2 separate regions of the Zea mays genome follow, and region 1 is linked to region 2. The links are chromatin contacts, called in public Hi-C maps. All regions are on one chromosome and are shown on one strand. Each heading gives the region's core, a stretch centred on a gene start, on an enhancer-like site or on the middle of the called end of the contact. The rest is flanking DNA. Distances are from core to core; before and after follow the strand shown.

Region 1 (3,097 bases), core at 563-3,062, 160 kb before region 2:
GTTTTCATAGTACGCTAAGAGCCTAAGATCCAAAGTAATTCTTCTAAGCCACTAAAGCTAAATGTTTTCTGAAAAGCATATTGCATGGGCTTTGCGCAAAGCATGAAATGTGTCCAGTAAAAAGATATAGCAAAAGCATAACTGCATGAGTCATACCTACGACCTAGTATATACTCTAAGTGACTGAAATATAGCCAATGAACAAATAGAAGAAAAATAAAGGCCATCTAAGTAGCATCTGATGCAACAAACCTGTGACAGAGCAAACTCTACAATCGGCTTTACATCTCTTGCTCCTTGATAATCAACTGGAGGTTTACCAGGGGAAAACACCTTAATAGTGGGAAATCCCTTGATTCCATATTCCTGTAAAAAATGCATTCAGAATCAACTAAACTGATAGCGGTGCAAGCACAGATCTATGAAAAGTATGCAAGTCAGACCAAATTTGTGGAGAACTATTTGGGGGAAGTGAAACAAAAAACTTATCAGACTCATAGTATAAAAAGAAGATATCCTGATCTGGGGTCACTTGACCAGAATTAGTTTCAATCATATTGTTTACCCTGAGTTTGTCTGTCTTCTTTGCTGTCCCACAGGGCTTATTGCAGCTGACATTAATTTGTTATGAATATTTTATTGTATGTACGTTTTAGAGGCACATTAGCAATAAGTTATCGTCAAAGCATTAACAAAACTCTTAAACATATGCGCTAAAGGATATAAAATTCTAGTCAATGCAAAATTTTCATCAGATTTATCAACAAATTGCCAATTCAACATGCAAGTTCATAACTAACAGTAACTCAAAAGTCAAAACCACTCACAAACTGCTAAATTATAATAGCTTAACTAAAGAAACCAATACGTAAAGTTTGCTATACAGAAGATGGTTTCATTAATAGTAACGGAACAAGAATTTCACCCCTCCCTCCCTCTTAAAATAACTTTCTGTGAAGAATCGCCATATTTCGTTCTCTTGTCATACAACAGTTACGTATGCATAACAAATATGACATGTGCTCCAACCTCCAACTTATGCACAGTGCTAAATTTTAAACAAATACTAAAAAAATTTAGATGCACTGAATGCCAATAAATTTACCATTCCTAGACCTAAACCACCAGATAAGTGTTGCAATGCACTGCTGAGGATCAGAACAAATTAATAAAACCTGTTCCCATCCCTGGTTTAGCATCTATATATGGAATCCAAGTATTGGTGTGACACTGCACATTAGTCTAGGAAATTATCACCTAATGCGACCAAACTACCGTACAATCGTAGGAAGTGATGCCGAGATCACTCCATTGAACAATCAGGTCAACTCGGACGCCCGTGGACGAATTACATGGGAACAAGGTGAATGAGGAGGCACGCTCACCTGCGCGAGCGCCTGGTGCGCATCGGCATCAAGCGCTGCGACCGTGGCAACGCCCTTGAGCACGCCGGCAGCCTTCTCCCAAGCCGGCGCCAGCTGCTTGCAGTGCCCACACCACGGCGCGAAGAATTCAACCAGCACCACGCCGTTCGAGTTCAGCACCTGCACTAAAGCGAAAGGCGGCACACTGATCAGAGAGAACCTAAAATGGAGGCGCCGATCTGGTTGCTGAAGGGGCAGTGGGAGTCGGGCGAGACCTTCGATTTGAAGTTGTTGGGATTGAGCTGGAGGACGGGGGAACCGGCGGAGTAGAGTGCGGCGGCCGGCGAGGCGGCCGCTGCTACTAGGAGGAGCACCGTGACGACGGCGGGACGCATGACGGAGCCGCGAAGCTTCTGGAAACGGGTGGAGGGATCAAACGGCAGTGACGAGACGACTAGCGATCGGGTTTCGCAGTGGTGCTGCGATTTAAGCCTGCATCCTCGCTAAGAGACGGACGCGTGTGCAGACCAATCGATGCCCTCCACGTCTGTGGTTTGTCCACGTCGGAGTGGCTTCTCTTGCTGGCGCGAGGGCATTGGAGTTGGAGATTGGACCATTGGTCCGGACTGCGGCCTCGGAGCATCTTGTTTGGGGTCTGCACAAAATATGGTCCGAAAGCCTTTTTTGTGTGGAGAATATGGTCCGAAAGTCCTTTTGAAAGAAAGGACGCGAAAAACACATGATGGGCCGGATCGAGCTAAATTACCAAGCGGTCGGCAGTCTCAGCCCAGTAATAGGATCCAAAGTCGCAAAATGGATCGTATGTGTCACAAATTATATTAGAAAAAAGTCTAAATTACTCTCTCACCTATAAACAATATTCATATAACCCCATAAAGTAATTTGTAGTTCATTTTACCCCCTCCACCTATTTGAGTTTGATTAATCTACCCTTTAGTAAAATTTATATTTTTATTTTTTATGTACAAAGTGAGTTTTTAGTTCCATTTTTTTAGCTAATGTCATAACTTAGCCTAGAACATTATATTATGATTTTTAAAATTGTTTTGATAGGTTAGCTATCAAATAAGATCATATTTTTAATGGTACAAAACTGAATATGAAATAATGATAAATTTGTTTAAACATATTTTTGTAACGTAGATAATGTCGTGAATCACCTCAAAAAAATATGAACTTGAAATTTAACTTATACGTAGAGAAATGAAAAAGGAGAATCTTATTAGAGGAAAGATTGAGTAAAATGCAACAATGCTCCTCGAATTTGACACGTTGTGTCACTTGGGTCACCGAAATCGAAAAACCAACGGATCCTCTAACTTAGACGACCCATATACACAACCATCCAAAAACGGGTTTGCTCAAACCGGATGTCGACGTGGCGTGGTCTCCAAACTTAGCATGTCCTGTCACTTGGATCCCCAGATTTAATATATTGTGTCATTTGGGTCCCCAAACTTTGATTAGTGTGCTCAACGTAGCACGCCACGTCGGCATCCAGTTTGAGAAAACCTTATTTCAAACGGTTTTATATGGGCTCACTAAGAGTCTGTTTGTTTGGCTGTGAAAAAAGTTGTTGTGGGCTGTGAGCTGTGAAAAAAGCTGTTGTGGGCTATGAGCTGTTAAAAAGCTAAAACCCGTTTGGTGGAAACCACTAAAAGCCGTTAAAAATTCTTCAATTTATGTTTTCACAGTTCCATCCGAAAACCACT
Region 2 (2,938 bases), core at 193-2,692:
AGGATCATCATCATCAAACGAATGCATGATGAAGGCCGGAGGAGGCTGAGCTTATATTAGCGAGTAGTTGACCCGAGCCCGCTGCTGCACTGCCCACGCGCGCACGGGTGCAGGAAGAGCGGAGGACACATACGGTTTGCTCAAGGAGAGCCGCCTTTGACTCCCATCCCATGGCTGATCATATCGTCGACAATAATGTGCTCGCGAATGCGATAGTGATTCTGTACCTGCTGCAGAGTGCAGACTACGCACGATGCACCGCGTTGTGATAGTGATCCGGTACCCGTAGACAATCAAGCAGCCGAGCGTGACGACCGGACCGACCGAGTTCATGCCAGGAGCGGAATAATGGAACGAGCTGCATGCATTACGGGATCCTAAATTCTTTGGGATTTCGCTGCCATTTTCCGCAGAGAACAGTGCCCGTAGCAAGTCCGGTACGTACCACGTGAGTGAGTAAGATTGCGGCTGCCTTTCCGGCCGCACCACCGACTTGCATGCTTGCCGTGCCGGAGAGAAGAGTAGCACTGTACATAGCGGCCTCACGTGATCCCATGCGTATCTTCCGTCGCAACATCAAGGGCAAGGCGCGGTCAGGTGGATCCAGTGATTTCTCTTCCCTGCAACTTGCGGCAAGGACACGAAACATTAAGCGTGTGTTTGGTTGACTGTCCCAGATGCCACAGACGAAGGTTAGACATGCTCAATTTTCGTAGGTAAGTGTTTAGTTTATGTCTAATATTAGAAGGTCATTCCTAATATTAACGTAATGTTAACCCGGTAACACTCATTGTAGTTAGGAGGGCCCCTGCAACGCTTTCGTGCCCTTTCAAAATAGTAGTTGTTTTATCTCTTAGTTTTTTATGTCCATATTTAAATAGTAGTATGGTGCATTGGTGCACTATCATTTCCTGAGCGGCTCATATCAATCTTTTTATGAGGTGTTTGGTTTGATGAATCACTCTATCCAAAATAAAGTGGTGCATCATGGATCCATTGCTCAAATTTGGTGGAATGACTTCATTCCACATATTAGTACTAAATAAACTAACTATGAGAAATGAGGTGGTGATGGATTAACTCACTCCATTCTACAAACCAAACAAAAAAAGTAAGGAGTAGAAAGATAATGAACTACATCATTCCTCAAACCAAACACTCCGTTAGTTTTTTAAGACCACTGCCCCCAAACCACATCTGTTGGAGTCGTCTGGACAAAAGTTTGGGGGGAATCTTCCAATCCATGCACACCTCAGGGCGCACACCTCACCACCACACCATTAATAAATAATAACTGCAAACAAAGGCCACCATCCGTTGCCCCCTCTACCCCTCCTCCTCCCTCCATCTCTTCTCGATAGCTTCTCAGTGCCGTCTGCCGTGGCTCATTCCCAACCTTCCCCAGCCAGCATAAAACAAGCGAAGAGCCACCCTAAACCACCTACTAGAGCAAATACTCTCAAGTCCCAACTAACCAAAACTGGGAGGAAGAGAAAAGCTGCAGACACGGTCTCTCTCTCACCCTTCACCGCTTCACGTAGCAGCAAGAAAAAGAAAGAAAATAAAAAGAGAGAGAGAGACAGAGATGGCTTGCACCTTGAAACTCCAAAACCCACCATGAAAAAAGACCTTCTCTGGCCCCTGACCCTGAGAGAGAGTTGCTGTTGCTGCCATTCGGTCGGTGCCTCCTTTTCGGTACGCCGCTGGTATGTGGTATCACTGGTATGGTTGTTCTCCCATCCCAAGGCGACGAGGGAATAGGAAGCTAGAAAGTTCGTCTGCAGTCTGCACCTTTGCCCATGGCCTAGGCGCCTAGCTCAGGCCGTAGCTCAGCGTCCGTCCATGGGCCAGGGAGTCTGAAACCTTGCTTGCCTTGCCTGCCCGCTCCTCTCACTTCTCTCTCTCCTCCTCGCTCGTGTCCCCGGCGTTCTGCTGGTCCCTGGGGACTGGAGAGCGAAGGTCTGTCTCCTTTGCGCCTGCTCTGCTTCTTCAATGCTGGGCGTCGGTGGCTTGGGCTCGGGCTCGGGCATGGAACCAGGTACCAGCTGCGGTGCTCTGCTCAGAGAGCTTCAGGTACTCGTCTTGCTTTAGAAACTCGTTTTTTTTTGCCATATTTATCCCGCGTGCTTGCTAAATGCCACTGCTAGCTTCGTGTTCCGAGATTCCCTCGTGGTGCTTCGTTAACCCGTCCTCTTGGCGCGTGTTCAGGTTTTGTCCCGTTTAACTGGGTGAAAAAATTGCAATTCTACAGATTTTATCGCCAAATTTCTTTTTTTTGGGTTTCTTCAGTTCTTAGTTGCCTAGAACCTCTGTGTTTGGTTTTTGTCATTTGTTTCTTCAGTCCAAATAAATACAGATAAAATGACACTGGCAGCTTCAGAGCTGTGTGTTCCATGGTTTCTTCAGCTGTTTAGTTTTTTTTTCCCATGGTTGCAGAGAAGTTAAAAGAAAAGAAAAAAAAAATCCGCCCCTTGAGTTATGCAAGGCGATTTTCTCTGTATTCTCTCCTTTTCCGGGCGGTGAACTGCTCTGCTCGGCAGGCGAATTCCCTGATGCAGTGCAGTAGCTTTATTGTGGACGGCTCTCCTTTTTTTCCACCTTTATGGTTCTTGTCTTCTTGAGCAATCGAAAAGGCTATTCCGGCTGGCTCTGCTAGCGCAAGCAGGCAGTTAAGATGGGACAATAGCAACTCTTTTTAACCTAATTGAGCTTTACCGTTTACCTTTACAAATTAATATTGCTATTATTGGTCAGATAGTTCATGAGTTAGGCCAGACTAACCAAAATGTACTCTGAAACTGCATGTGTCCTTTTTATCTGTATTTAATAATCCAAGTAATAATACTATTCTAGTGTTTGCTCATTAACTCGTGCAATGCTGGTTCTTGCGATCAGCAAATCTGGGCAGAAGTAGGGGAAAGTGAGGGCGAGAAGAACA

Evidence for each region. Hi-C and Micro-C count contacts between places; a contact is called where the count stands out from the background.
Region 1: a Hi-C map of bundle sheath shows a contact between it and region 2, with 2.0 times the contacts expected there. The contact joins the promoter of LOC606479 here to the promoter of LOC100279089 in region 2. A contact is called at or near these places in 7 of 25 Hi-C or Micro-C datasets (bundle sheath, ear, endosperm and 2 more).

The regions. Positions count from the first base shown.
Region 1 is chr7:129,802,303-129,805,399 of Zm-B73-REFERENCE-NAM-5.0, reverse strand. LOC606479 (protein disulfide isomerase 8) reads right to left here and starts at 1,812. Exons shown (of 9, transcript NM_001112334.2): 1 at 1,640-1,812; 2 at 1,386-1,544; 3 at 253-366. The coding sequence starts at 1,759.
Region 2 is chr7:129,643,246-129,646,183 of Zm-B73-REFERENCE-NAM-5.0, reverse strand. It overlaps LOC100279089, which reads left to right and starts at 1,442. Exons shown (of 12, transcript NM_001350278.1): 1 at 1,442-2,073; 2 at 2,896-2,938. The coding sequence starts at 1,993.